Regions from separate parts of the Mus musculus genome. Here all the other regions are linked to region 1. Evidence: chromatin contacts called from public Hi-C, HiCAR-type, HiChIP or PLAC-seq and promoter capture Hi-C data. All regions are on one chromosome and are shown on one strand. Each heading gives the region's core, a stretch centred on a gene start, on an enhancer-like site or on the middle of the called end of the contact. The rest is flanking DNA. Distances are from core to core; before and after follow the strand shown. Region 1 holds the start of Gtdc1 (glycosyltransferase-like domain containing 1). Region 2 has its middle 40 kb from the start of 1700019E08Rik. Region 3 overlaps Arhgap15 (Rho GTPase activating protein 15). Region 4 overlaps Arhgap15 (Rho GTPase activating protein 15). Region 5 has its middle 33 kb from the start of Gm30848. Region 6 overlaps Arhgap15 (Rho GTPase activating protein 15). Region 7 overlaps Arhgap15 (Rho GTPase activating protein 15).

The links. Promoter capture Hi-C pulls out the DNA fragments that hold promoters and counts their contacts. A called contact is a pair of places that touch in the nucleus more often than the background predicts. HiCAR-type assays count read pairs that join an accessible place to other places. HiChIP or PLAC-seq counts read pairs in DNA pulled down with a chosen protein or histone mark.
Region 2: a HiCAR-type map of fibro-adipogenic progenitors shows a contact between it and region 1, with 3 times the contacts expected there. The contact joins the enhancer-like site here to the promoter of Gtdc1 in region 1. A contact is called at or near these places in 1 of 39 promoter capture datasets (liver) and 2 of 115 datasets of contacts at active chromatin or transcription factors (bone marrow-derived macrophages and fibro-adipogenic progenitors).
Region 3: a contact with region 1 is called in a promoter capture Hi-C map of hippocampal neurons, with 5 times the contacts expected there. The contact joins the enhancer-like site here to the promoter of Gtdc1 in region 1. A contact is called at or near these places in 5 of 39 promoter capture datasets (the 3T3-L1 cell line, 3T3-L1-derived adipocytes, cranial neural crest and 1 more), 1 of 15 datasets of contacts at CTCF or cohesin (the NIH/3T3 cell line), 1 of 484 Hi-C or Micro-C datasets (cerebral cortex) and 2 of 115 datasets of contacts at active chromatin or transcription factors (heart atrium and neural progenitor cells).
Region 4: a Hi-C map of the C2C12 cell line shows a contact between it and region 1, with 2.7 times the contacts expected there. The contact joins the enhancer-like site here to the promoter of Gtdc1 in region 1. A contact is called at or near these places in 5 of 39 promoter capture datasets (the 3T3-L1 cell line, 3T3-L1-derived adipocytes, embryonic stem cells and 1 more) and 7 of 484 Hi-C or Micro-C datasets (the 3T3-L1 cell line, 3T3-L1-derived adipocytes, the C2C12 cell line and 3 more).
Region 5: a promoter capture Hi-C map of 3T3-L1-derived adipocytes shows a contact between it and region 1, with 2.9 times the contacts expected there. The contact joins the enhancer-like site here to the promoter of Gtdc1 in region 1. A contact is called at or near these places in 3 of 39 promoter capture datasets (3T3-L1-derived adipocytes, hematopoietic stem and progenitor cells and liver) and 2 of 115 datasets of contacts at active chromatin or transcription factors (fibro-adipogenic progenitors and large pre-B cells).
Region 6: a contact with region 1 is called in a Hi-C map of uterus, with 5 times the contacts expected there. The contact joins the enhancer-like site here to the promoter of Gtdc1 in region 1. A contact is called at or near these places in 4 of 39 promoter capture datasets (the 3T3-L1 cell line, the HPC-7 cell line, cranial neural crest and 1 more), 1 of 15 datasets of contacts at CTCF or cohesin (the NIH/3T3 cell line), 3 of 484 Hi-C or Micro-C datasets (all in uterus) and 5 of 115 datasets of contacts at active chromatin or transcription factors (the SCID.adh cell line, acute myeloid leukemia, bone marrow-derived macrophages and 2 more).
Region 7: a contact with region 1 is called in an H3K4me3 HiChIP or PLAC-seq map of neural tube, with 5 times the contacts expected there. The contact joins the enhancer-like site here to the promoter of Gtdc1 in region 1. A contact is called at or near these places in 5 of 39 promoter capture datasets (the 3T3-L1 cell line, 3T3-L1-derived adipocytes, cranial neural crest and 1 more), 1 of 15 datasets of contacts at CTCF or cohesin (the NIH/3T3 cell line) and 4 of 115 datasets of contacts at active chromatin or transcription factors (astrocytes, bone marrow-derived macrophages, embryonic forebrain and 1 more).

Annotation. Positions count from the first base shown.
Region 1 is chr2:44,925,790-44,928,489 of GRCm38.p6, reverse strand. Gtdc1 (glycosyltransferase-like domain containing 1) reads left to right here and starts at 1,254. Exons shown (of 11, transcript NM_001362987.1): 1 at 1,254-1,348.
Region 2 is chr2:45,654,862-45,657,561 of GRCm38.p6, reverse strand. No RefSeq gene overlaps it. Among named protein-coding and RNA genes, the nearest start is that of 1700019E08Rik, 40 kb to the left of the region's middle. Within about 2 kb of position 1,256, at least 22 of the 459 cell types and tissues checked have an H3K27ac peak or open chromatin away from gene starts, as enhancers often do. A contact at or near this core is called in fibro-adipogenic progenitors, where this site is marked.
Region 3 is chr2:44,241,015-44,243,714 of GRCm38.p6, reverse strand. Arhgap15 (Rho GTPase activating protein 15) reads right to left here. Exons shown (of 14, transcript NM_153820.3): 12 at 476-610. Among named protein-coding and RNA genes, the nearest start is that of Gm52508, 86 kb to the left of the region's middle. Within about 2 kb of position 1,419, at least 23 of the 459 cell types and tissues checked have an H3K27ac peak or open chromatin away from gene starts, as enhancers often do. A contact at or near this core is called in cerebral cortex, hippocampal neurons and neural progenitor cells, where this site is marked.
Region 4 is chr2:44,164,655-44,167,354 of GRCm38.p6, reverse strand. All of the region lies in intron 10 of Arhgap15 (Rho GTPase activating protein 15), which reads right to left. Among named protein-coding and RNA genes, the nearest start is that of Arhgap15os, 100 kb to the right of the region's middle. Within about 2 kb of position 1,409, at least 27 of the 459 cell types and tissues checked have an H3K27ac peak or open chromatin away from gene starts, as enhancers often do. A contact at or near this core is called in the C2C12 cell line and muscle stem cells, where this site is marked.
Region 5 is chr2:45,604,466-45,607,165 of GRCm38.p6, reverse strand. No RefSeq gene overlaps it. Among named protein-coding and RNA genes, the nearest start is that of Gm30848, 33 kb to the right of the region's middle. Within about 2 kb of position 1,280, at least 3 of the 459 cell types and tissues checked have an H3K27ac peak or open chromatin away from gene starts, as enhancers often do. A contact at or near this core is called in 3T3-L1-derived adipocytes, where this site is marked.
Region 6 is chr2:44,271,450-44,274,149 of GRCm38.p6, reverse strand. All of the region lies in intron 12 of Arhgap15 (Rho GTPase activating protein 15), which reads right to left. Among named protein-coding and RNA genes, the nearest start is that of Gm52508, 56 kb to the left of the region's middle. Within about 2 kb of position 1,284, at least 19 of the 459 cell types and tissues checked have an H3K27ac peak or open chromatin away from gene starts, as enhancers often do. A contact at or near this core is called in uterus, where this site is marked.
Region 7 is chr2:44,221,021-44,223,720 of GRCm38.p6, reverse strand. The region is part of intron 11 of Arhgap15 (Rho GTPase activating protein 15); the gene reads right to left. Among named protein-coding and RNA genes, the nearest start is that of Gm52508, 110 kb to the left of the region's middle. Within about 2 kb of position 1,415, at least 38 of the 459 cell types and tissues checked have an H3K27ac peak or open chromatin away from gene starts, as enhancers often do. A contact at or near this core is called in neural tube, where this site is marked.

The DNA.
Region 1 (2,700 bases), core at 5-2,504:
GCTTTTCCCCAATATTTTATTCTGTGAAAAAGGATTTACTAGATCCATTTGCCATTTGGAATTCTCATTTTCAGCTTTCTGCATTCACTTTTTTTGTGTTTCCCAATTTGTGTAAAAGTAGATGGACAGATGGTTTATTAGGCTTTTTAAATGCTCGGGATACTGTTGTTCAAGTCAACAGAGGTTTTAAGCTTTGGAGGTCCACATAGAGTGTGGGCTTTGTTTAGAACAGAAGATCGTTTTCACTGTTCAATTTAAGGATAACAATGTTTTCTCACATAACTTTAAGCAACTTGTGGTTGTAACTCCAAAGGCCTAATCAGGCTCTGTTATTTTGGTATGCTTAATGCATTTCTGCACTACAGTCTGTTCCAAGTTGTAGCTTTAAAAATGAAGTTACCAGATAAAAGCATAGACCTACCGTTGCATGTTCTGTCTTTGCATGAATCATTTAATCCACAACGTGATCCCAAATACGAAATCACTAATTCAGACTCACAGAAATGTAAGGGAGATAAATTCCTATTTTTAATAGAAACCATTTAGACTTTCTTGGATTCTTTCTGACTTTTAATTGCTCTGTAGCTGCTCTTGTGGGGACCGCAGATATGTTATTATTAATACTCTAAGATGCATCTGTAATACGTATAGTCTCGACAGCCAAAAGGCTGCATATAAGTTAAGTACAGGAAACGCCAGCATCGGCTAGGAGAGGTCCCGCAAGAATTCCGAGGGGGGGGGGGGGGAAAGCGGGGCGTGCTGACCAATACCTGCAGGAGGGTGTGCACTCGCCTTGCGGGGTCCCCGAGGCTTAGGCGCGCCCGGAAGGACAGGGAAGGGGACTACAGGTGCCGGCTAGCCACCTGCCTGAGAACGTGCGAGCCGGTGAGTCAGCCCCCAGACCTCTCAGGGGAAGAGAAGGCCGCAGCGCGAGCGAGCGGAGGCAGCGACCAGAGGAGTGAGAGAGAGTACGGAAAAGCCGAAGGGGCGGCGGGGGCGCTGGCCTGACTGGAAAGCGTACGCGGGGCCCGTGGGCGGAGAGCAGGTGTGAGGAGCCGCGCCACCGTGGAGAGTTCGCCCAGCACCGCGCGTCCTCTGAGTCACCGACTAGGCGTGGAGGCCGCCGTCCGGGGGCGGAGCCTCAGGCTTGTGGGCGGGGAGGGGCGGGGCGAGGGCGGGGCCGGCGCCTGACGCGCCCCAAGGCCGCGGCAGCCGCAGCGGGGAGGGGCTGCGGCCTCGGTGGCGGCCGCGGGGGAGGGGCTCGGCGTCAGCGCGTCGCCAGCTGGGCTGTCGGTGGCCTGGAGGGAGCCGTGGAGGAGGAGGAGGAGAGGAGGAGGAGGAGGAGGAGGTGAGTCGCCTTGGCTGGGAGCTGCGCTGGCCGCGGGAGGCGGGGAGCGCGGCCCCTCCCTCCCGGCGCCCGCCTCGCGGGGCCGCGCCGCGCGGAGTTCCCAGTGGGGCGGCGGCCGCGAGGAGCGGAGGGGGAGGAGGGCGGAGCCGGGGCCGCGCTTCCCGGGCGCACGCGCGGCCTCCTGCTCTGCCCGGCCGCGCTGTGGCCCCGGGCGATGCTTTTCCCTAGCGCGGAGCTTGGGAAGGGCAGAGTCCAGGCGGACACTGGGACATCGTGCCATGGCTCCCGCGCAGCAAGGCCTGGCCTGCGCTTTCCTACTCGGGATCCACCTCAGGCGGCGAGACCCAACACCTCGCGGCCCCTCATTAGAGGATTCGGCATAGGCCTGATGTTTCCGCAGGATCCCGCCTGACGGGGCTTTCTAAAGCGAGGAAGGGCTCTTGGAGTTAATAAGTCTTTACAACTAACCGAACGACAGCAAAGTTGCATTAATAAATCAGTTTAACCCTCGATCTCGCGATAGGCAGCGTCTGCACCCCAATTCCCACTTCGCGGGGCTCGTGCAACTTTTACAGTCGTAGAACTACCCCTCATTGGATAAGCTTTGAAATAATTCTTAAAGTTAGTGCCTTGAGGCCCTGGGAAGTTCAAAGGAAAGGGCTTACATTTTCCCTCCCATCTGTATCACAGTTAAGGAAATGGAAAACGTGAATTGAAGGCGATCGTTCTCCACGCTGAGGATCATCGTCCCCTCTGTGCCCAGCTTGCGTGACTTAGCACCCCTGAAGTTGACTTTAAAGCTTACTGTAGTGGTTAGGTAAAGGAACTGCTGTGGGGGAAAAGGCAGTATAACTCAACAGAGCCATTTTATTGTGTCTTATTAACCCGTTTACCTTAAGCTTTATCAGTGACAAGAGTTTCATGTTGGAACCCACATACCCAGTGAGATACTGAATTTTCATTAGTACATTCCAGGTTTTGATGTGAAATAGATTCTCAGCTTCAACTGAGAAGAATTATACACTGTTGTCCTTAGGGTCTTGTTCTGTATTTAATGAAACAGTTTAATATTGAGGATTGGGGAAACACATTTTGAATCAGGATACTCCGACAAACTTAAACCATACCTACGAATACACTTTATAGCAACACAGTGTCTTTACTTCTGTTCTGAAATCATGCTGACAGTTTTACCTTATAAATCCTAGACTAATAGGACTCTCTGTTGGTGAGGGACCTCAGCAGTGTTATTCAGCTTCACTATTTTACATTTTCCAGAGATTTAGAAGGAACTAACAGAACTACTTGCCTTTATTAAGGATTTACTAGATGGACCCTTCTGATAGACACTC
Region 2 (2,700 bases), core at 7-2,506, 730 kb before region 1:
GAACCTACCTACAGTGGTAGCATACAGCCAGTTGTTCCAGAAATTCTTGTAATTGTGGAAAGATAGAGTATGTCTTTACACCCAAGTAGAACGACAAATGTTTCTTTCCAACTAGCAAAATCTGTTAACACTGATCTTTCCCTAAATTGTACACTTATTTCATTAATGTTATCAGCAAATATATGCCTTTTCTATTTTAAAAACATATACTTTATCGTTTAAAATATCCAAATGAATTGTAGTTCTGTGCATGTAGGTAGTTAACTTATTTTTAATAAATACAAATATAGCCTTCTTGTCATTATTAACTATGGTTTGCGGTGACCTCTTTCCAGTCCCACTTTAGAGTCTTCCCCAGAGTGTATCCTCATGTGCTTTCTCCTGACAGCCTCTGTTGACTTATTCCCTGAAATGAGCCAAATTTAGGACTATGTAAGGATATATCTGTACAAGTTCTATTTAGGAATTTATTAATGTTTAAGTTAACTAATATTCAGTTATCCAAGTTTTGAGACCCTAGCCATTCACAAACCTTGAATATAAAGCAAAGGAGTTTCTAGGAACAATGATACATGTTACCAAAAAATGGAATAAATCTGTTATGAAACAGCATAAATGACCAAAAACAATATAAGTAATCAGATAAAAAAAAAACTAACCACATTGTATATTCCCATGTAAAACTGAAGAAATTCTATTAAGGATAAGAAATATTCTCAGAATTTCAACAGAAAGCTTGCAGCTGGATGTATGTTGTGCATAGATCATCTTTACTTATTTATTATACAATCTCATCTTATTTCTTTTTGAATATTTCCCTAGATATTTTTCCCTTATGTCTGAAAGCTTTCATCTTCTGTGTTTTTCACTGGCATTATTCTTATGCCACATGTCTGCACACATCCACACGTGCACACACTCACAAACACATGCACACATGCACACACACATGTGCACACATAGCACATCAAAGTAGATGCTATGACTGGATGAGGCCGGGTATGTCTTCAAAGTCAGTTTGACTTTATTTATATAGGCTGCTCAGGATTACCAGACAAGCCTAGATTTCTAGAAAATGCCAAAGAAGAGACAAGAAAACAGACTGGACTGCATTTCTTCTTAGACCCCTAACCCACAAGCTCTTGCTGAGACCATGGCAGAAGTAAGTAGCAGGTCTGACTACTAGGGAGTTACAGCCAATGACAGAACTACTGTTATGTCAGGCAATTCTAGATGACTGTATTTGGCTGAATGATGAAGTAGCAACTGCTGGAAATAATAATAGGCCTTAAAATAGCAAAAATTCCTGAATGACTATATCAGGGAGTGACCAATTTCTATCATGTGTTGATGTCAATTTAGTACAAGGATATTCCCCAGAGAAAAAAGAAATGAGATTCCAGGCTTGCCGTTCTGTTTTTTTTTTTTTTTTTTTTTCTTTTATTTTTCCTTCAAGTGATTTAAACTACATAAAATCCCCTTCCAGGATCAGCTATGGAGCATACTGGGAATGTCAAAAGGCCAAATGACAGGAAATGCCTTGTGTATGTATAATAAGGAATCAGGTTACTTTCCACACTTAATGTTTGTATGTGTGTCTGTCTATCTATCTGTGTGTGTCACTGTGTCTCTATAAGCCTGTATACACACACACACACACACACACACACACACACACACATATTATGAGTGCATGAAATGGAAAACAATGATTCATTTAGTACCTTGAAAATAAATGGAAAATTCCTTTACCTGAAATTTAAACTCTTGAGGGTAGAAGGATTAAAGAATGGAGAGTTCAAGGCCATTTTGTTACTTAGAGGCAGCCAAAGACACTTGACTCCTTGTCACATATTAAAAAGCAAATTGAAACATTATCTAAGATCATGAATCCTGAACTTCTACCAGCCACCATTTCTCAGTTCCTTTGTCTGTTTCCTTGAAAAGAAGTGTGCAGGTATAATAGAGATGGATATGGAAGTGTAATAGATATGAATCAGCTAACATATGTTCTTCACTCCTGTGACTCAATAGACAAAAATCCATAAAGCCAGGCTCGATCAGCAGGAAAAAAAAAGACAGTTATCTTTCAAAAATAGGCAGACAACAATCCTGTTACCACCTGATGGACATAAGCTAAAACAGGCTCAAAGGTTTGGATTTCCATGTGTTCTTGAAAATATTGAATCATTTGCAAATGTGTAAAATTAGAAAAGTCTTATTTTAAAGGCCTGGTTGATTTTTTTCTATGAAAAGAAAAATTCACACCACTGTATGCCTACTTGGGAACATTTGTCTGACACTGTACAGTGGACAGAGCAAGCCATCTTGTCTTTACCTCCTCGGTTGCCTTATACCAAGTGTCCCTTAGTGTTCCCACTGCATCCTCAGTGGAGTTGAGAAGCTGGAGCTGAGAGCATCAATTGCAAAAGTTAAGAAATACATAAAAGGGAAAATTAGAGTTTCTTACCCAATGAAAAAATATTTGATGGTTTCAATAGCTGGAATAAGATATCATTGCCAAAAAAAAAAAAAAATCCTCAAAGGAAAAGGGTTTATTTCATCTTAAACTTCCCAAGGTAATAGTCCATCACAGAGTGAAAACAGGGCAGGAACTGAGCAGGGTAGGACACCAAGGGCAGCAGCTTAAGCAGAAGTGTGAAGTAGCACTGGTTACTGGATTTTCCATATGGCTTACTC
Region 3 (2,700 bases), core at 170-2,669, 680 kb after region 1:
GGAACAACTGAGGGAGCCAAGAGATGGAACTGATGATTTAACACATATTTAATGAAACACAATATTTAATATATTTAGGTTCCCTTGCAAGATCTCTTTGTCTGCAAACAGTGCAATTCTGAAAATATCAAGGCAGGGACTGGGAGTACACGCGTTGACCCTATAAACCAGATTGCAAGAGAAGCTATTTTCATTTGAGAAAGCTTAAATTTGGTGGCCTTAAATAGATCTCTCTCTCTCTCTCTCTCTCTCTCTCTCTCTCTCTCTCTCTCTCCCTTTGGTCTGAATAATTTTGGTTTTAAAGCTCAAATAATATTGCAGGGTGAGAATAAAACAAACCACCCAAAATGACAAAACCTAAGGCTACAGATACGAGCACGGGGCACATATTCTGTTCTCTGTGGTCACGATCGGTATTGATCTCACTATTGTAAATAATTTCACCACACCCGGCTTCTTTATGGGGTATACTTACTGATCGCCTCCACAAACCGCTCAAAGAAACTGTAAGGGAAGAGCGGTTCAGACAGCTCCCGGAAAAACATCTTCAGTGCTCCGGTGACGACGTGGATGTCCTCCCACTGGCTGTCATCCAAATTCAGCTTCTCTTCTGGGAAAACACGAGGAGAAATGGAACAACTGGTTTTAATGAAACAATTACAAGACACTAATTATTATGTTAATGTTTGCCTACTATCATCAGCAACCGTTAACAGCCTTCTGCACCTAGAGGTTTGGTGCTGTGCATGAATTTTTTTTTCTTCCCGTTTTCTGTAGGAAGGGAACATTTTCAATGGAATACCATCTGTAGGAATGCAGCTAACAAAAAACAAGGGACACAAAGAGACAGTACCATTGACACAGTATGTCAGATACGGTTATTCCCATAATGCATCAGTATGAAAATTAGCATCACAGCGCAACATGATTCAAAGCTATTTGGTTTTGAGGCCGAGGGGCTAAGAGTTGCCAGCGATGGCTGGCTCAAGGGACAGGCCTGAAGGCCTTGCTGAGCCAACAGGAGACATATGCTAAACATGGCAATAGAAAACGAGTTATTGCTTTACATGTGTTAGCCTTGCTATGTACAAGGGAATAATGGCTAACAATTTTATTTTTCTTTCTCTTTCTGTCTCTCTCTCTCTCGGTTTGACTCTCTCTCTCTCCCTCTCTCTCTCTCTCTCTCTCTCTCTCTCTCTCTCTCTCTCTCTCTCTCTTCTCCTGAATGTAAAGTCAGCAAGGAATAGAATATGGAGGAGAAAGTAAATTAATTCCTTCTTACTGCTTCAGAAATATTTTTCTTCAGTTTTCATCTCAGTGAGAAAAATGTGCCCAGCAACAATATTAGACAGACCCCTGTTGGCCTATGCAGGCTATGCAAAGCTGCCAAAATGATAACAAACCACAAATGCTAACCAACTCTTTGGAAGTAACAAAAATATTTGCTTGGGAAGCCTGAGTGAGTTGCCACAGCGACACACTAAAGAACTTTGATGCCAACATGAATGCTCAGTAGCAAGCGAGTGTGCTAGGTGCCTCTCAGGATCCGTTGACTGTCAGTAGGGAGATCTGAGATCATTCTCAGACACAAGGGATGATTGTTGTCTAGAAGTGGCATCTTTACATATAATTAAGAGGATGCAAGTTACTATGGCATTTCTGCTCATCTATAAAATAAGCAACATAGAAGTGATTTTTGATTTTGGACTTAAGGAAGCACAAAGTTATCAGTTACAATACAGTTAATTGAAAATTCTTGTAAGAGCTTATAGGTATTTGGCTAACTGGAACTTTTTCTCTGTTTTGATGCTGTCTGAGCTCATAGTCACAAGCCCCCCTCCCGCAGTGTGAGCTCTATGAGTGTCTAGGAGCAGTTTGCACCAAAGTGGGGGTGGGGGGAGAGAAGTAAGGGAAGCTGAGAAGTGTCACCGTGGGGGATTCTCTGCAGGAACTGTTTTGCTAATAGTGTTCATATCCTTTTAAAAATATTAGCCCACACCACTATCAGATTTATTTTTTTCGAGTGGACTATTATTTTCGGTGTTTGTATGTTAAGTTGCCGCTCAGTAGTTTGTCTGTGAAAGGGGGATGAGGTGGGCCCGTTTATGCCCCAGGGTTCTCTCCCTCTTCCTTTCAATCATAACACACTAATATGACTCCCAACAAAATCATCAGAGGAGACCTTCTCCCTGCCCTGCAATCATTTTGATTGATTGTGTTTCAACAATTAGTCTTTTCTTTGGCTGTGCACTATTGAAATAGGCCGACAGCATCTTAGCAGGCCAGCTTTAAACAGTCAACTGTTAACAATAGCATCAAAAAGGGAGACCTGATGGGGTTTACTGTCACTTTAAAGAACGAGGTTTTCACATTGTTGAAATCTGTCAGATATTTTGAAATGTCCCTCTCCCTATGGCGCCACACCCCCTGCGTGCCCTTATAATAAAATTGGTTTTACTCCTGATTAAATCATTTTCTCCCTACCCACTACCATACTTCTCATAATGGACCTGTGCGCTCTACAGCTGGTGTTCTTCCCATGGTACCAATTCTTACTTTATCTTTTAAGCACTTCGCTGCTAAGATCTCATGCAGAGTGCTTATGTTTTGTTAAGAGCTTCATTCTTAGAGAAATAGTTTAACACATGTTCTAAAAATGTTGTACAACTTATTGCTTAAAACACATTTAGAAAATGTATC
Region 4 (2,700 bases), core at 160-2,659, 760 kb after region 1:
TGTCTAAGGCTCATAATATTATATTTTAGATGTATTTGAAGTGTATGTTGTCTTGGGCTGCAGAGTGAACTGCAACCACTGAAATGCCTCAGAGTCCCAAGCTTTTGTAAGTTGAAGCTGCAGCCTTGGTATTTTGGAAATTTCTGCAGAAATGTACTTTTTTTTTTAATTTTTAAAATTTTTAAAAAATTCAGTAATCAAAAAATTTGAAACAGTAGTGTGGATTGGATATATATATTACATGGGAACAAATGAAATGCACTATAGTGTTTAAAGAAAGCAGACTTATCCTAAATGAATGACCCATTTTCCTTTGGGACAAAAGCAGGGTGTGTTGGTGATAGAGATGGAGAGGATAATTCAGACCTGTGCCACTTCTGCGGTTGGGTAACTGAGTCATAGCTGAGAAACTGTTTGTGGCTTCAGCTAGAAACCAGAGAGTGAGGGGGAGTGAAGTAAAACATATTAGATGTAGTACGGATGTAATGACACAGCTTCTAAGCCCTTGAGATTCAGAGATATGAATATCATCTATCTTGCAAATAATAACAATCTCCGACCTTAGTGGCTCCTCCTTTGAATGGGTTCTGCCCTCTGCTATCATACTTTTAAAGTTTTGTAAGTCGAGAGAAAAATGACAAAGTGCATATTAGAAAGCAGAGCATTTCATTAAAAAAATAATCTGGAACCTATCAGTGAAGTTCAGTAGTTATAAATTATCTAGGTTCAGACTTGATTAGCTCTCCCAGGAATGGCTCACAGAATGGTAACCTTGAAATCCTGAGAGAGCATTATCTGAATTGGAGTTATTCACGTGTCAGTCCTTTTTTACTCTAAGAACTTTGAAAGTTTTGCCAAACCAAACCAATGTAAATTGGTGGCTTTGGACATCCTTTTCATGACCACATTATCCTTGCTGGACTGGGAACTACTCATTTTGGAAACAAAGTTAGACTTGGTATGAGTTTTAAATGAGTGGTGTCTTCAAGGTGCCCACACTGTGCTTTGGTGAAGGTTGAGACAAATTACTCTGAGAGTGAGCTCTTTTTCAGTAAATACCATGAGTGGATGCAGCCTGAGGGGTTTGTTTGCTGTGCTAGGAATACATTGGGAAGATGATGAGACCAAGTCAACGAACGCACTTTTGTTTAAAACAAACCAGACCGGAATGAAGAGGATTGCAAAGATTTCTCAGAAGAGAAGAACCACATTCTCTGAAGTATCCTTTGCTTACTCAACAGCTGACATTTCACGTTTCAGAACAACGCTGACCTTTGGTGCAAGTTGCTGGGTGTTGCTGCAGGGGATTTAAAAATGTTGTTCCCTCGTTTTCTCTACTGAAGAAGCCTAAGCCTGAGTAGACTTAGTTCAGCCACAGAGCTGGCAAGGCCCTGAGGAGGAGGGGCTGGTTTCCTTTAGTCTTAAGTCACAGCCATGTGGCAAGTTCAGCAAGGACAGAGCCAGCAGCACTCACACCCCATTGTGATTCTCTCTTGCCTTCAAGGTTTAAGAATTGTTTTTGATCCATAAATGTTTCTGAATGGTACTTTGTAAAAAAATTATCTCATCACAACGGCTGTTGTTCTGTTTCATAACTGATGGCATGAATATTTGTTTCAGTTTCATAAGGCTTTTACTTTCTCTGAGATCAAGTGGATGATTTTGGAGAAATTGTCTTTTTCCTTTCTCAAGGATTTATTTTAAATTATCATTGAATTGAGCACCAAAATCTCTCTAAGAAACGCTCTACACCTGGGACTTTTCAGACTCATGTTGTTTTTGTTCTATTGCTTAAAACCTGTGTTTTTCTACTGCCCCTTTCCACTGCTTCCTTATTGCACTAAGGAATAAGCCCAGATGAAACCATTGTGCATGGTAGACAAGCACTCTGTGGCTAAATGATGGCCTTAGCTCCCTGTCCTCTGTTCATAGAATTTCTTTATTATGGTTGTTATTCAATTATCTAGTTGCTCCTGTGATTAAAAGACAGAATTAACTAAACAGTAGGCATGTGTACTGTTGTACAGGTTGTACATCCATCTGAAAATCTGGAATCTGAAATGTACCAAAGCCTGAAATTCAACATAGAGCTTCAAATGAATTCATAGGTGAAGTTCCATGCCACCTATGCACCTACCCTCAGACCACATGTTATACAAAACATAACTATGTCCCAAGTGCAGGCTTGGGTCTCTTCATCATGATATCTATCCTATGAGCAAATTTTCTCAAGCCTCCAAATAGTCAGAAATCAGAAACAAGTTTCTCCTTAACTATTTTACATGAGGAATAATCTATATCTGGACAGATACCTTTTATTTTCTCAAAGCTGAGTGCTCGCTTTCTGTAGGGCCAGTGGTTGGTGAGTATACTTCTCCCAGCTACACAACTGAGGAATTAACTGTATAGAGAGCATGTTATGTTTTTCTTTCCTTTTCTTCTTCTTTTTTTAATGTTGTGTTTTTTTCTAAGTCAAAACTTTTGTTGTAGAGCACAAGGGAGCTTGGTTCTTCACCACCCTCCACTTAGAAGGCCCTGTCTTCAGAGGCCCCTTCCCAGCATGAGATGCACATGAGGACTAGTGTTACCTGAGTGGAGTTGATGCTATAATTCAGTGAGCTGCTTTATCTTCTGACCTTTTGCCGATTTCTGCTTACTATATGTGTTGACTCAAAATTAGGATATTCTGTGGGGATTTCC
Region 5 (2,700 bases), core at 31-2,530, 680 kb before region 1:
AAATTTTAGTATCAAATGAGGCAGTCACTCTAAAATCTGAAAAATATCGTGAATATGTTGACAATTTCAGAGAAATATCCATTTGAAAATAAACTACCCCAATAATAACTGCATGAATAAAAAGAGAAAGAATAACAGAGAACCTTGAGTTCTGAGCTCTTCCCAGTATAGGAGCAGAACTCTAAGGAAGAAGGAAAAGAATTTACAGAGCATTTAATGAAATGGGTATAATGGATGTAGGTTATATTCTGACACAAAACTTGACAAAAACTATTCCAGCTTTTGCTCTCAAAGAAAAGCTTCTGGGTTATGATGGAACTTGGTGTTATATTCTGCAATTCTCTCTGTAGTCTCTCCTTTAAAAAGTGAGTAGTCATTCCTAAGGAAAAGTCACACAGTGGTCAGATGGCACGCTCCATAAATTTTAAAAATTACTGGAAATGTACAGTGTGCATGCCTTCTGTTTTCTTCTCTTCCATTCTGTCTTCCTGGAAACTCCTTTGAATTAAACTGTGGTGGAGAATTTGGAGGATAAAGGGGGTCTGTTCTTTTAGGGGGAAAACATTATAGTATAGTTTTGAGAGAGAGAGAGAGAGAGAGAGAGAGAGAGAGAGAGAGAGAGAGAAGGAGAGAGTTCCAAGGAGAGAGAGGGAGGGGTGGGAGAGGTGGGAGGGAGAGGGAGAAAACAGAGACTGAAGGAGGAACAGTTGACTTGAAACCAAATTCTTATTAAGAAGTATGTATTAAGAGAAAGGAGGAAATAGAAAGGCAAAGACTCATCTGCATGATCCTAGTTAAGGGCCTTATGGAGGAGACAGCTTAAGTTATCTCAAAAAACTGGTGGGTTGCCCTGCTTGGCTGAGTTTGAATTGAATGTTCCCAAAGTAACATTTCACAAATAGGATTGCCCTTCCATTTCACACTGCTCGTTCTCGAAATAGCAACACCATTTAGCAATATTTCATATCAAGACAATTACATTGTAGAAATATTGTAGTCTTAGTGCTTCATTAAAATTAAAAAAAGTTAAATCCCTGTTTTGTTGAGCACAAGAAATGAATAGTAAATATTGATTTAGAATGAATGCAAACATTTCTCTAGGAGTGGATAATTACTGCCTTTCTATGCAAAACACTTAGATTTGAAGAAGCACTTCACTTACTTTGCCATGCAGTATACATTCTTTAGTACATTTTAAATTATACGTTGTCCTGGACAGTGTCTGCTCTATAATTTCTTGTGTCTCTACACCAGAGTCAGTATGTAATTTTAAACTACAAAGTTTGTGCCAACTAGGAGAATAGGCTTAACTCTTTCTCTTTGCTGGGCTCACAAATCCTCACATGAAGAGAGCTGAAAATCCAGATGAATGATCTCAAGCCCTGAGCACTTCATTCTTTTCTTTTGGGTTAACACAAATGCCACTGGTAACTGGTCACAGTCATAAAAACTTCAGCCCAAATACAGCATAAACTTATAAAATAAGGCTCAGACAATGCAAAAGACACAGAATAAATCATAAACATTAGGGATTTAGGATAAATTAAAATCTGCTTGTCTTTGTTAAATTACAGTCTCTTTTTAATTTTTTAAATTTTGAGATACTACAGTTATGTCACTTTAGTGCCCTTTTCCTCCCTCCAGAATCTCTCATATATGCCTCTTTGATCATTTTCAAATTCATGGCCCCCCTTCTCACTAGTTTTTATTATATGCATATATATATATATATATATATATATATATATATATATATATATATATATATATATGAGAAACCATTTGTGTATATAAAACTAAATAAGGGATCATTACACTTAGAATATGTTTCTTGTTTAAACTTTTCACTATTATTTTCCAGATAGCTAGAGAAAAGGCACTGATAAAATCATAGAAAGGAATAGATTATAATTACTTCAGTAGCATGTAGGTAAACAGTGAGTTCATTACTAAATTAATGTTGAAGTAATTTCTGAGTTAATGAATGCAGAAATAATAAATATAACAGTTATTAAAACCATTTTTAAAATCCTCCAGTAGTTGTTTAAAGTTCATGATGTAATGTTAAAATAGAAAGAGCAATGTAAATAAAATAAAAGCCAAGTGCGAAATGTGGACAGCACCGACGTTAGGATGAAGCAGAATGACTCCTTCACAGCATCCTAACTTTCTGACTGTGGGATTAAGTCCCATTTATTCACTCTGATTTCAATCTGAATGTAGCTTTCAATCTTTTGGGTATGTTAAAGTTTTACAACATATAAAAATAAGATCTAAGACAAGCAGCAATATTTTGATGAGACTATAAACTGTGTATGTCCTTGAAAAAGACAGATGAAGGATTAGCAAACTCTTGTGTCATCAAGCAGTGTCATTCTGCATCCCCTACACTCTTATGCTTATAACCAGTCCCTTCCAGATCTCACCTAGAAGGATGTGCCTGCCCCTGCACTGGTAAGGAGTGGGGTCATTAAAAACAACATTTTCAGGACCTTATCCAGAGGATCTGTGTGATCCAATGAGGCTCAAATAAAACCAGGTAAACTATCTTCTTAATGCACTATAATGCTTGTGGTTCAGTTAACACGATTCACAGTCTTTGTCACATCATTCTTCTAAGCTCAACTTTATTTTTACAGTGTGAACAGTATTTTTACTAGACATGGATCATGGAAGAAAGCTGAAGTCTACTCCAGCATG
Region 6 (2,700 bases), core at 35-2,534, 650 kb after region 1:
TGACAGGAGAAACTAGATGGGAGACTTTCATGCTTGACATAAAAACACCTACTACATCACTTTCAAAGAACCATGAAGTCTCCTGAATGGAGAAAAGCTTTTTTTTTTCTTTTCTGAAACAAGGTCTCACTGTGTAGTTCTGACTGGTATGAAACTCGCCCTGTGTACCAAAGTGGCCTTGAACTCACAAAATATTCACCTTTCTCTGCTTCTCAAGTGCTGGGATTTATATGTATATATCACCAAATCCAGCATATTTGTTAATTAAATGTAAAAGAAAAATAGGCTTTTCACACATAAGCTTTTCTTAACCCTGCATTTAAACTATTAGGATATGCCCTTTAAATTTCAACATTTACATTTTTCTGCACATGCCTATAAATTATTAGGACAGTTTCTGCATTCTATGGATATTTCACAATAACTCTTAAGTAAGGCATAGAAGAAGCTCAAATAAAGAAATCAAGAGACAGGAAGCCATCTAAGTAGTAGGGCAAAATGTAGATTTTTTTTTTGTCCTTTTGTTACAGAGCCTCAAATACTGTAAGTGTCTAGCCTTATGCAGATGTAGAAGACTCCTATAGAGTTTAACAATATGAGTAGGGAACCATGTAGTTTAATTATACATGCAGGGAACCATGTAGGTTTTGGAGCACCAATCCTCTGAGTGGAGGGATATTTTGAGGATTAATGCATAGTCTTCTTGGGCTGTAGATTCATATAACTATTTTGAAAACAGTGACCCCCCCCCACACACAGATAATGAAGAGGGATGTGTGCATGAAAACATGGGACCCATTTTCCCCCTTTTACATCAATGAGAACCGTTGGGCATGGTTAGTCTTTCAAGAGAGAGTTATACCTTACATAAAAAAAAAAAAAAAAGTACAGTGCAAATCTTGGATGGCTATGCTTGATATCACCAGTTATTTGGCAACTTTATTAAAAGTTAACATGACACAAATATGATGTACATTAGCAAACTGAGATAAAAGAGTTCTGACGGACAGAATAAGAGCAGAATTAAAGATGGATTGTTTTCCCCAAATGATTTCTCCCTGGCTTGTCCTCTTATAGTTACGGCTTGGAACGCCTTCTTTGTTTATAACTCAATGATTCACATACAGGCAGCACTGCAGTACCACATAAAATAACTATAATAATTTGGTGTAATTGGAGAAGAATGTGTTTTTGCAGAATGAACGGAACAACCGGGTCTTTAAACGCGTTCCTCCTGTTATCCCTCAGTCAGCACTGCGATGGGAGCCGGTTCTAAGTATACCCTCAGCAGAGAGCCGCTGTCTGTCTCTCTTAAAAACTCTTGGGTGATCTCCTCATTAGCCGTGCTCAACTGATTGCTTTAAAATAAGAACTGAGGTTTCCCATCTCGTCAAGTGGAAGCTAATTTCCTCTTTTACACATCTACACACACGTGTGTTACAACCACCACGTGGATTGTATATGCTGTACTGTAACATACTCTAGCTGTTCAAATCTGGGCTAGCTTGGTTCGTTAGCACGCTAGCATTGATTATTTTTTTTTTTTTTTCCACCTTGTGATTTTTTTTCCTCTTAACATTCCTGAAGGTGAATTCAAATACCGTGTTTTCTTTTACAGATTGAATCTGGTTTTGAAGTTTTAAGAAGTCGCTAGACAAATTCCGACATCCAAGATATAAAGTTTTACTTGGGGCGGGGGGGGGGGCGGGGGGGGGCACAGAGGGAGAAGAGTAGCAAAAGAGTAGGTGGGAGAAAATGAACTCAGCCTGAGGAAACTGATTACTTTTTATCTTGTGCCAATCTCTTTCCTTTTCCCTTTCTAGTCGAAGTCAAAGGAATCTAATTTGGATTGACCAATAACTGTGTGAATATGAAACTTCAGTGTGTGGCCGGCGTGTCTATTACATTATGCTACTCTGCAGTAGACACACAGGTTTCAGATTCCCCTGCGATCCAGCGGGTGAGTGTCTTCCTCCTCCAGTCTCCCGGATAGACAACGCAAAGTATAGCTAGTTGTCATATACAGACCTGAAAAATTGTTCCCAGCGTATATAATTCCCAGACCAGGCATTACACAACCAGAGTTTAAAATGTCACATGTAAATCATCCAGAGTTAAGCTGCTTAGGAAACACAAACCATTCTCTAAGGACATATGAGACTAGAACTTCAGAAGATGCTGTCTCACTGTGGGATGGCAGAAAACAGCGGCTCGCAGACCACCCTGGTGTGTAGTAATCAACAATGCAGTGGCCCACTTTATAAAGGCGTCAGACAGTCTGTAAGCAAAAAGGCAGGGCCTCCAACTGAGACAGGCCCTGCTAATAAGTGGCTTCAAGTAAAAAAGAAGAAGAAAGCCAGCTTTTAGCATATGCAACAGGTCGGATCATGGACTTCTTTTTTCCTTTTGCCAACTACCTTCTTTCACACAGAACAGCTCCATCATGAGCCTTGTTCCCAACACAGGGGGCCCCACATGTTCTTACCCCCACTTCTCTCATAGCCCTCGGTACCCTGCCCATTCCTTTGCTGGGCTGTGAATCCTCGGAGAACAGCACTGGGGACTGTCTGTCTTGTCTCTCTTTTCCCCTTTAATGCTTTCTTAAGAAGTTATTCAAAACACAGTCAGCACACGTTGCCGAGTTCCAGCACTGATCGTAGCTCCCTCAGACATGTTGGACAAATTGTTTTCCTTCAGTGT
Region 7 (2,700 bases), core at 166-2,665, 700 kb after region 1:
CCAAACAGAATATTGAAATTGTGTAGTTTATGTAAAACTTAAAATAAATAGATTTACACTTCCCTTTAGATCCAGAAATACACGAAAAGTTGCAAAGCAGCTCACAACAAAGCAATTGACAAGAAAGATAGCATCTGCTTTTCTGTCTATTCAAGCTGAAGTTTTTCATTTGGAATGCAAGCAGTGCTTCCCAAGTTAACATAATTAACTCATGACAATCCAGAAGCATCATAATATAAGATGCAGATGGAAATTCAAAGCTGCAGAAATGTCAGTTCGGTGCGTCAGGATTATCACTTTTTTAAAAAAGTGAACAAACCATCATGCCAATTAAAACAGGTGTTTTTTGTTTTTTAAATTTCAAACCCCTTTGTCTGTTATGAAATCACAAGCAGGGTTATTTATTTATTAGTCTGCTGTGAAACGCGCATCTTAGAAAAAAAGGAGATCTGTGAAAACAACAAAGTAAGAAGATGAAAAGAACGACACTCAGCATTGGTTTCTGACACAATAGAGGACCAGTCGCTCAATTAGTTAGTAATTTCCATGTGACTACTTGACAGAATCTACTAATTGTTAATCTTCCACTAACTATTGCTTTACATAATTAATTATATTCAAATACAAACAACAAAGACATGTTGGCCAGTTGCCCTTTTGAGATTTTTTTTTTCCTGCAAACTGCCTCTGCTTACTGACAATATTTCTAGGAAGAAAAGATATTAATCTCACAGGAGAACACATATTAAAATAAATCAGCAGACTCTGTCCTTTACCTTGCTTATAAAGTAAACCACTCCACAAAGACAGAATAAAAACCAAACCAGAAAACCTCCAAGCTACTGACTGGTCACACAAATCCATTCTTGAAACCCTCCCCAATGGCCCGAGTCCTTTGAGTTGGGATCTTTCATATTAATTGAGAATTGCATAAAATGCAGAGTAACCCATCCAGAGGTCAAGCATCATTCATCATTAGTTGAAGTGACATTTTCAACCCTTCATTTTGCAGCTGGGGAGAAAGGAGGGGGAAAGGTATTCTTTAAAAGAAAAAAAAAAAAAAGAAAGAAAGAAACAGGACAGAGCACAATCCTCACTCTATCCACCGAGAACACAAGGTGCCTCTCTGTCAGTGTGATAACGTGCTTAAAGCTAGCAATGCCTTTCTTCCCTAACCTTGGAGTCACTAAGCACATGACAGCTGCATTCCTCCACTTAGGAGTTCTGCTGGAGATCAGTAGTAACTATTTTAGATGTAAATGAAGCCCTTCAGTGGGGTGGAGAACATAGTTCTTTGAGCTGAAACGATGATTTATATCCAAATCCTGTTTTGTTTGCGAGAGACATTGCAACTTGTTAACAAGGCTCTCCTTGTTCCAGTGGTGTCCTCCAGGCAGAAAAGAAATTCCGGGAAGCTGGGTATGGCCACTTTTGAAACTGCAAAACAGCATTCCAAGAGTGCGTGGCAAATTTACTGGCCAACTTAGGACCTCTGTCACAATAAAAGATTCTCTCTCTCTCTCTCTCTCTCTCTCTCTCTCTCTCTCTCTCTCTCTCTCTCTCTCCCCCCCTCACTTGTTTTTCTCTGAAACGCAAAGGTCACAACAGGAAATGCGAGCAACTAAAGATGAAAAAGCAATCTGAAACAAAAGTCCAGATAGCTGGTATTTAGATGAGCAATAATTCACAGAGCTTTTGATAATGCATAGATGTTTGTAAACTCCTGAGACCACAACTTATCAGAGGTACTTGCTCAAGGAAGGAAAATTTCTTTGGCAAGTGTTCTGAGTCCAAAGATAAGTGTTATGAAATCCACCAGGGACAGAGTCGAATCTGGCTCCTCTGCCAAGCAATCCTCTCAAGTAGGTCAATCTTTGAAGTGTCCTCTCCGATCCTTTGCTACCTGAGACAGAAGAATTGTGGTGCTTAACTCTCTAGCCAAATTAGAATAGTCATGTCAAATAAATGTGGGGTAATTGTCTCTCATGTCTAGGAACATGATATGGCAAATCTGGTCAAAATCTCAGAAGAAAGTCATCTCACAGAGTCCTTGAGAAGTAGTAAAGTCACAAGTAAGTCATGTGTATAGCTATGCTTTGTAGAGATATTTCAAAACTGAAAACATTTAGTATTTCCATGTATAGTAACTTTATAATGTCATTTAGCCACCATGTTTGGGCAGGTTTCTGTCTGTGTGGCGAGGCAGGACAGGTGAAGAAAGGTACAAGGTCACTGGCCCTTTAGGTTTTCACCTGTGGCAGAGCCTACAGTGAGTGGTCCAAACTTTAGGCTTCACCCTAGGAAATGTTTATAGTTTTAACTTGTTCAAAATCATATAACATTTCCAATATTGAAAATTCCTTTACAGAATAGGTTATAAGTTTGGGTACAGATATTTTACATATAAATTGACTATACACACACACACACACGCACATATATGGAGAGAGAGAGAGAGAGAGAGAGAGAGAGAGAAAGAGAGAGAGAGAGAGAATGTTCATGTTCACATATAGTGGTTCAAAAAGAAATTGTCATAAATTGTTGGTGTCTTTTCCATTTCGTTTTTAATTACTCTGATTTGGGCTGAGTGCACAGAGAGATCAAATGGAGGTGTTGAAGAAATAATTAGCTAGATGTTTTAAGAAATTATTTTTAGTGAGTTACCAAACAAATGGGAGCCAATACAATCATGGAATGTAC